Regions from separate parts of the Mus musculus genome. Here region 1 is linked to region 2. Evidence: chromatin contacts called from public Hi-C data. All regions are on one chromosome and are shown on one strand. The core of a region is the stretch at or near the end of the contact, and the rest is flanking DNA. Distances in the headings are between cores, read along the strand shown.

Region 1 (4,983 bases), core at 1,426-3,925, 100 kb after region 2:
GGTGGTGGTGTGTGTGTGTATGTGGGGGATTTGTATAGGCAAACATGTAATGAGTTTGTTTTTGAATGTCCTCCACTCTTTGTTTGGTATCATCAAAGAAATGCACATAATTCTGCCACTCTGTTTTTCTTACTTTTTATAGTTTAGTAACTAAGGACAAACATAATTATAACAGTACAATTTTCTACTTTGTACCAGTCCCCTTCTTTCCTATTATGGTTGAGTACATTGAATATCTAACCTCTCCTTAGAAGGCCTATTATACTACAACATTCTACTAAAGATGTTAATAACAATGGAAGTAAAAACAACAATAGACAGCATCCTGAAGCGGGTCTTACTTGCCTTCACTTTGCTAATCACTTTCTAAACATTATCTCACCTTGGTCTTTCAACAAACATCTCCAGTAATTACTATTATTCTTTTCTCGGTACAGATAAAAAAATAGACTTAGAGACAGCATGGGGCCTGCCCAGTTATGTAACTTGTTTTAGATTTTTTTCTTTCTTTTTCTCTTAATAGAGTCATTTCATTCATACTATATAAATTCTATTTTTATTGAAAATAATTTTTCATACAGTATACTCTGATCACTGTTTCTGCTTCTCCTTCTTCCCCTAGAACCTCTGCATTACCCCCATTCACTCAACTCCACACCTTCTTTATTTCTTTCTTTTGAAAACATTTCCCAATGAAGCCTCTTGTTTGTAAATCTGTAAGAGTCAAGAGCCACAGGGTGTTGTGTAAACCATTTAGAATCTAAGAATAAAGTTAGAAATGAACCCACTCTACAGCTAAAACGAACAAATAAGAAATACATGGTTCCGTATTCAAAATAATTTTTAATGTTTTTAGTAATCATTTTATTTGTTTACATTTCAAATGATATCCCCCTTCCCTGTTACACAACTTCTCCATCCCATCTCCCCTCTCCCCTTTCCCTATGCCTCTATGAGGGTGTTCCTCCACCCACCCACCCACTTCCGCCTCACCACTCTAGTATCCCCCTACACTGCAGCACCAAACCTCCACAGGACCAAGGGCCTTTACTCCCATTGATGCCAGATAAGGCCATCCTCTGCTACATAGGTATCTGCAGCCATGAATCCCTCCAGGTATACTCCTTGGTTCCTAGTTTAGTCTCTGGGATCTCTGGTCCGGTTAGGTGATATTGTTCTTCCTCTGAGGTTGCAATCCCCTTCAGTTCCTTCAGTCCTTCCCCTTGCTTTTCCATTGGGGTTTCCCGAGCTCAGTCTGATGGTTGTCTGTGAGTATCTGCATCTGTATTGGTCAGGTGCTGGTATGTTTTCTTAAGTAAGTATTTCTGTAGTCATGAACCTTTAGGTTCAACGACTCAATCATCAAGGCAAATCCGCAGAACTAAAAATTGTAACCTTCCATTCTAACTACTTTATGGTTAAGGAATACAAGGGCACTCTCACTAAATTTATCAATGATATTCTTCTTTCATATGAATTCCTAAGTTGAAAATAATTATAAAAATTTTTACCCAGAGTATGCTACAATAGAAAATATTTCAGGTAGAAAAGTGACTATCATATTTGGCAGTGTTATAAAAAAAAATAGTGGCGCCTGATCTTTCTTTGAAAAGTGTCAAACTACGTCAAAGGACTAGCTTTTGCTTTCATCTGCCAAATGGATTTTTAGCTGTTATCAGCCCGTTATTCTCCTTCCCTCCCTTCTCCAGGCTTTCTTCCTTACAGACAGGTATTACGTTTAATTAGTTGTAGTATTTCTTTGCAAGCCAACTCCAACTTGTATACAGCTTTATTTAAATTGTGAAAAATGCAGTAAAGCATGGTGAAAAAATTATTTCGCTAGAAGTAGAGGCACGTGCTAGTAATTGCAACTCTAAGGAGATTGTGCAACAGCATTGTCCAGGCCAGCCTGGGCTACATAGCAAGCCCCTGTCTTAAAGAGAAAAATGGCAAATCATTTAAAAATATGTAGCTTTAGTATGGTATAAGGAAGAGCTTACTCCACTCCTTGTCTAATCTAATTTCACACTCTGCTTGTAACATTTTTTTTATTTCAATATTTCAATTATTTTATTTATGGTCCACTCTCACTCCGTATCTCAATCTGTAAAGCTTTCCATGGTTAGCTCTTAATAATACATAGTTATGAGGGCAAATAAAGTGCAAATAATACGGAACCGAGATGATGAAGTGATTATTTTTATATGGCAGAGGAAGAAAATCACACAATTACCATGGAAGAGAGCCAACTAGGCTACAGTCTAATATCACTGTTGAACAATACTTTGAGAAGAAAAAAAAAAACCACAGTGACTAACCCAACTAAGTACAAGAACTAAGCCGAGTCTTTTGTTCCTCCTCCAATCTTTCCTGTCACCATATCATCAATCACTGAGTAGCCAGGAAGCTTCTATGATTCAGATTCATTATAGACACAACAGCGATAAATCAACATTCACTTTATGTGTTTCCTAGTTAAGCCACTGAGTAATGAGGTACATGGAATGTTTGCATAAGGTCAGTTTTCTAAGTTTTTTTTTTCATTTTATTACGTGTGAAAAAAAACCCTTTAATAATACAGATTTGGGGTTCGTGAATATGCACACTAAGCCTGCAGTTAAGTCACTAGTACACTCTTTTAGATGTCCTGAAACATCTAAAGCGGAAAAGCTAACAGATTGGGCAATATTTTCAGAAGGCAAAATAATCAAGAAAAAGTAAACAAAGAGGACTTTACATTTCAAGTGCTTGAGCTGTTTCAAGTTTCTCTCTCTCTTTTTCTTTCTTTATCTCTTTTCTCTACCTTTTTTTTTGTAGGAAAATGGAATTCTTTACTATATTTTTATTTCCTCCTGACATTCCTGTAATAACCTCACTTGGAAGCATCCAGAGTGACTACTACTGCCTACCACTGTGGAAAACACAATTACTCCCAAGTTATTCTAGCCTCTCATGGAGAGATCACCAAACTTCTATTTCAGAAAGTGAGCCATGGTAAAAATAAGAAGGCAACTAACACTTTATCAGCTTGAACTTTCATCAATTAATACGATTTTAAGTACAGGCAGATTGAAACTTGGAAAAGATAACGTTCACTGGTTAATTTGCTCAGACTGCCTTTGATTGCTTCCGGGTCAAAGTATGAAGTTTGGAACGAAAGCATTTGGAACCGTAGCCACTGAGCTTAACAAAGAGAAGAAAGGTGTCATTTCTTACCTATCTTGTCTGCATAACTGTGCCCACAAGTGTCTCTAGCTTGGTAATGGGGAATCTAACTTAAGTTTACATGAAACTCTAGCGTTTTAAAAGAAAGCTCCACCATTCTCAAGGAAACACAAACAGATGTTTGCTCTGGGATGAGGAATCAAGGTCTAAAGGCTAGCGCGGGGAATCATGGGAAACAGAGGAAAGAGATAAGAATAAAGTGTGCAGAAAATAGAAAACTATACAAAAACTCAGTGTGAGGAGTAATGCTCTTAGCTCCTGAAAATGATTTAATTAAGTTCTACTTATGAATAAATCCAGATCCTAGCCTCTGTTTAAGCACTGAGGACGACCTGAGCCTCTGTGAAGTCAACTCAGAACAGAAAAAAGCAACTTTCCTAACCAGACAGGCTTGGTGGCAGCAGCCTCTGTGCACTGAGATAGCCTACCTTTTATTTTACAGACAGGCCTTAAACCAGTTCCTTCCTCAGCAGCTCCAGTGTTAGGACCATAGGCCTTACCCAACATGTCCAGTCTTGTGTATTTTCTGAAGGTTTGCTTTTCAGTCTTCATTACAATTCATTTGCAAATTGTAACATCAGATTTTTTTTTCCCAACTCATATTTTATTGTACTATATTTGATAAGTTTTAGGGGTAAATGTGTTTATGTGCCCACATGACTGATTAATTTGCTCATGAAATCTCTGACTCCAGCAAGTTGTCCTCATAGGCAACTACACTTGTATTTAGATGCACACACACACACACACACACACACACACACACACACACTAAGAAAATATAAACTAAAACTTAAAAAAATAGAAAAAAATGAATTTCAGGCATTCTTTGCTAATTCTAGTCATGTGCTGCTAATCGGAAATAGAAATATACTTAGTTTGACTTTTCAGAAACCTACAGACACAAATAACCTGACATTAATAAACAGACCATGCAAAACAGAAGAATGTTTTTGCAAGAGCATTTGCCTATTTATCTAAGCTGTTTATTCTGTTAATCTGGATTGATATTTGAAAACAGACAAATGAGGTGCCATTTGTTTTAACTCATCATTAACACATTTTACAATGGGACAATGATTTTTGCTTTCATTTTACCTTATTATTTGTTTGAGACAGGGTCTCCCTATGTAGCACTGGCTGTCCCATAAATGTGTATGTCGACCAGGCTGGCTGCAAAGTATTAGAGACCTGACTATCTCTGTCTCCCAAGTGTTCATAAGTTTTTTAAATTTTTTTTTCTAAATTTCCTAAATTTCTCAAAGAAACTATGTTTAATTTAAAGTTACTTTGATTCATATGAGAATATATATTGTTATTTAAAATATGCCCGTGGAAGATAGATAAGGTAGTAAGAAAATGCACCACCGAGTCTGATGACCAAAACTCCATATTGAGGACCTACATGATATGAAGAGAAAACTGATTCCTTTCTGTTGTTCTCTGGACTCCATGTGTGCCATGATACCAGATTTCTCCTCTAGATAAATAAATATAAACATAAAAATATGTCTTCTTTATTACAAAAAAAATGTGTTTTATTTTTTTCTTATTCGATTATTCAGTGTACAGGTACTGGGGAAATACATACCAGGATACATTGAATAGAGAAAGATTATGAGATCACAGTCCCTCTCTCCAGGAATATGGAGACTCTTGGACAAAGAGAAACAAGAATAAATAGGCAACAGGCAACAATGAAATGAACTTCAGAGCTGTTTCCAAGAACAGGAGGCTCAGGGAGACTCTTTGGAGGAA
Region 2 (4,539 bases), core at 2,003-4,502:
AGAGGGGAATATGGGGGATGGACAAAAAGACTAAAGGCTTTTTGAAAAACATATGGAAACCTATTATATTTCCTAAAACATGTTCATACATGACAAAAAACTAAATGGAGCTACAATATAATAGGCGAGGCACTATTCCAATTAGATATATTATACTACCAAGTAAAACCTCTAGTACCAAGATGAGTTATGTCCCGTTGAGTCATTGGCCAAGGGGGTGTTCCATGGAATCGTCAAACATCATAGGTGGTTGCCAAGGCTATCAGATGCTTTCCATAACCTGACAATATGGCTCTTTTCCTAAAGACATCACTTACATAAGTCATTAAACATGATGAAGTCCCTCTGGGGCACAACTAGAAGCTTCATTCCTCTTGATGAACATCCAAGTGATGGGAAGTTCTATGCATGCTACTGGAGGTGAAAGGTAATAATATTACCCAGATACAAATCATGAGATCTAGAACAGAGATATGCTGGTGTAATATGGCACAGATGGTGTGGGAGTGACCAACTTTGTTTTGATTGGATTTAAGGACCACTAAAGGAAATTGGACTCATATCTGACACTGCTAAAGTGTCCAAGAACTGGGAATTATATAGGTCAGGAGACTAGGGAAAATGCCACTGCTACCATTAAACTAAAGGAACAAAGCGATGGAATGATTACTAATGACACTCTGCTATTCCCATAGATCAGGACCATACTTGACTTTCATCGGAGAAGCTCCTTCTCAGAGTAGGTGGACATTAACACAAAGGCCTACAACTGGACACTATGCAACAAGTGAAGCATTCAGTATTAAATGGGATGTTATCCTCAAAGTCTTGCACTCAAAGCTCAATGATATCTGTGGAAGAAGAGGGGGAAAGATTTTAAGAGCCAGAGGTAAAAGATGACTCAAAGATGACTCAAGGTAACACAACAAGCTGATGAACTCACAGAGAGTGTGGTAGCATGCACAAACAAGACTTTCACTGGTTCACAGGTTCAGGTCTGAGGAGGTTTCAGTCCTGAGAGAGGCAGAGAGGGGTGGGTAGTGAAGGAGGGAAGGAGAGAAGGAGGGAGGGAGGGAGGGAGGGAGGGAGGGAGGGAAGACAGAGACAGAGTGACACATAGAAACAGAGAGAGAGGAAGAGACCCAGAAATGGAGACAAAGGCAGAGATAGAAGGAGAGGTGTGAGCACAGGGTCCCACCCCTAACCTAAATTGATACCTTCAGGCAAAGGGAAAACCATTTTTCTTCAGTTCTTCAATGGGGCGTCACTAGATATATTAGCCACACTCTAGATCAGGATCTATACCCAGAAGTAGTGGGCCAGCACACACAGACAGAAAACAAACAAACAAACAAACAAAAAAACCCAACTTCCATGATATTTAGTTAGGTTTTTGTTTTGTCTTATTTGGGCATTTTGCACTATTATTATTATTATTATTATTATTATTATTATTATTAGTGTGTGCGCACATGCATGTTTGAAAGAGAAAGGGTGAGGAGGAACCTCATAAAAGATAAAAGTTGGGTGGGTAGAGAGGGGGAGAGGATCTGAAGGAAGTTTCCAAACACATGAACACACTCTCTATGGCAACACAAGTCGACTGCACTAGCAGCTGAAGCACGGTCCATGTGCTCAGGATGGTGTGGGCCTATACCAAGCTTCCCTCCTAGCAAGTCAGACAATCTCTAGGAGTTGGTTAACCAGTGTGTACTTATATTGTCTGGCTATAAAATTAAGGGCAATGATGGTATCAATCCCACAGTGTTGTCACTAATGTAACAAATAACTGTGCATTAAGTTTTGCTAAGAAGTAATTGTCAGGTACCATGTCCTCACTCATGCTAGCCACCGCACCTGCCTGCCTTGTACTTATTAGGGTAATAGAAGCAGTGCACCCAGCATTGTAAGGGCAGATGAGGGGGCTGATGGATAGGAAGCAGAAGGCATTTCCCTGAAAGGACCATTTGTATTAAGTCCTCATAGATGAAAACTCAGTCGTGTGGAAGAAATCTGGATGAAACTCAATGAACTGGGAGCACACGTTCTCATGTGTGCAGCCAGTGCTGCCTGAGAGTTGGGTCCAGGTAGAAGCAATGGAGGAAAACACAGCTGGGAGAAATCAGGGAAAGATATCTAGAAAGTGGTTGAAGCAAAGCTTAAAGAATTTAGCTTTTTATCCCACAATGAATGTGGAGGTAAGAAAGGGAAGTGTGAGTGATTTTGAGGATGGAAGTTATGTTCAAATGCTTTTGCTGTTGATAATTATTGTTACTAGCAATGGGGACCAAACACAGCTAGAGTTAGAGAGCCCAAGTGTTAGAGAACCCTGCCTGAAACTCCAATTTCTTATACAATTGTGAGAAAACAGGGCAGTTGGGATAAATAAAGGTAGACATAGTAAATAAAGAGACAGGATGAATGTTTCCAAAGTAAAATCGATAAGAGTTTCAGTACGTTTGCTGACTCCTCAAGCTCCAAAGTTCACATTTCGCAACATAGCTAAGTACACTGCTCACTTGAAGAACAGCTAATGCACAGGCTCTGTGGGAGTGTGTGTGAAATCACACACTAGCTAGGCAAATAGGAATGCGGACTTTTGTGTTAGCTCTTTGGGGAAGCTTGAGACTAAATACGCAGAACAGTCCAAAGCAAATATTAACACAGGCAGTGTTAGGTGCCTGGGTTTCTAAATGAAAATTGTTAAGGTAGAGTGCTTTAACACTTTCCAGCCCTGTTTATTGTGTGCTTCAGATTATGGAAAGAGAAAAACGAAAAAGATGAACTTAAATAATTCCCTCTCTGTTTTATTTGAGTTTTGTGTTTACTAGTTGGAGCTTTTGACCAAGGGGTCAAAACTTTTAATTTATACTTATTTTTCTTCCTTTCTAGAAAATTCTGAATTTAGCGCCTCCAGAGTGTTTTGAAAACACTTCTGTTTCAACAGAGGACACTGCAAGTCTCTGGTGTCAAGTGTAAAGACCTTGCAGTGGTGTGGCATCTGTACCAGTTCAAGGTGACATATGACCAAGATAGTTGCCAATGACAACTGTTGCCAGCCACTTGCTAGAAATCTTCAAGGGTAACATGACGCAGAGTGCATTTCCTGTATGGAGAGCATAGAACGATTTACTTTTTTATCCTTATCGATGTCTTTGGAATGTTTCTGGTAACTGAGGCTTAGCAGTCTAGTCTGTTCTGATGTCTCTGTCCAAGCTGAACAAAAGGGTAATTGAGCAAACTGTGCTCTGGTCTGCCTGGAAGTCAATCCATCTATCTAACCTGCAGCTGCCTGACTGATGGCCTTTCTTCTATTCACCCCTCAGTCACTTTTGTATTCTCTCCTCAGATGCCCTGTCTTTGAGAAGTGATCTTTCAAAGCACAGCATCAAGCGTCCAGAATGGCCACCTCTGACAATCATGTGTGTATATTCCTTTTTGAAATGTCTGCCATTGAGGTTGAATAACAGATAAAATATCTTTATTGAAAATCAACCACAGGTGTTTTAATGATGGTTCAGTGGTTAGAAGCACGTGCTGCCCGTTCAGTGGACCAGGGTTCCAGTCTCAGCGCCTTCATGGTGGCTCCCAACTGTCCGGAACTTTAGTTCCTGGGATCTCATACCCTCTGCTGGCTTCAATAGGTGGCAGGCATGCACAAGCATGAACACACACACACACACACACACACACACACACACACACACCACATACATACATGCAGACAAAACCCGAACACACCAAAACCAGAAATAAATAAATCTTTTAAGCAACACAACAAGATATATCACTTGTCAGCCTACAGGTGAAAGAACACCAGCATAAGAGATCAAACAATCAAGGGTTTATGATTAAATACTTGCTTTCTTGCAACACACCTAACTTCTGGCTAACAGAACAGAAAGCATAAATGTTCTCTGATTCACACTCCCCATTACGAAGAAAGTAAAGGGTCGATTTTGTTGAGATCTGCAACTTCATTGCTTTCTTAACTCAGTGGACAAATGCTTAAAGAGGACAGTATGTCAGACTTCTTAATTTACCATAGGAGTTTCCTAGTTACAGCTTAGTAATGCCACTGAAATCACCTTGGCTTGAATTTCTGACTGGCTGTATTTAATATATATTTGTGTGCGCACGTCTGTGTGTGTGTGTGTAGGTGTGTGTGTGTGTGTGTTGAGTACTATTGTGTGATAGTTCAACTAGCAGAATTCAGTTCTATTCTTCTACCATATGGGTCTTACGGGGCAAACTTAGGTCATCCAGCTTGTCAGCAAGAACACTTATCTGCTGAGACAGCTCACTGGCCCTGACTGTGCATCTGTTGACAAGCATTTGTAGCTGTGAATTTTGCTTCCTTCAGACTGATTATTACTCTCTCTTACAAATTATTAAACATGCTATTCCGTTGCTGAAGCATAGCACATGGTTTGGATGCTAGCAAGCCCTATGGATTGGCTTGTGAGGGTAAAACCACGTTGGAGACAACCCTGCCACAAGCAGAAGGCCATGAGGTCTCAAATGTAATAAGATGAATTA

The links. Hi-C and Micro-C count contacts between places; a contact is called where the count stands out from the background.
Region 1: a Hi-C map of liver shows a contact between it and region 2, with 2.6 times the contacts expected there. The contact joins two enhancer-like sites. A contact is called at or near these places in 1 of 39 promoter capture datasets (liver), 1 of 15 datasets of contacts at CTCF or cohesin (CD8 T cells), 10 of 484 Hi-C or Micro-C datasets (the C3H10T1/2 cell line, brown adipocytes, liver and 3 more) and 5 of 115 datasets of contacts at active chromatin or transcription factors (CD8 T cells, bone marrow-derived macrophages, liver and 1 more).

Annotation. Positions count from the first base shown.
Region 1 is chr16:52,436,041-52,441,023 of GRCm38.p6, forward strand. All of the region lies in intron 1 of Alcam (activated leukocyte cell adhesion molecule), which reads right to left. Among named protein-coding and RNA genes, the nearest start is that of Alcam, 15 kb to the right of the region's middle. Within about 2 kb of position 2,676, at least 30 of the 459 cell types and tissues checked have an H3K27ac peak or open chromatin away from gene starts, as enhancers often do. A contact at or near this core is called in liver and pancreatic cancer cells, where this site is marked.
Region 2 is chr16:52,331,264-52,335,802 of GRCm38.p6, forward strand. The region is part of intron 1 of Alcam (activated leukocyte cell adhesion molecule); the gene reads right to left. It overlaps Gm32597 (a long non-coding RNA gene), which reads left to right and starts at 167. Exons shown (of 6, transcript XR_003951905.1): 1 at 167-427; 2 at 696-917; 3 at 2,893-3,016; 4 at 3,350-3,422. Within about 2 kb of position 3,253, at least 10 of the 459 cell types and tissues checked have an H3K27ac peak or open chromatin away from gene starts, as enhancers often do. A contact at or near this core is called in liver and pancreatic cancer cells, where this site is marked.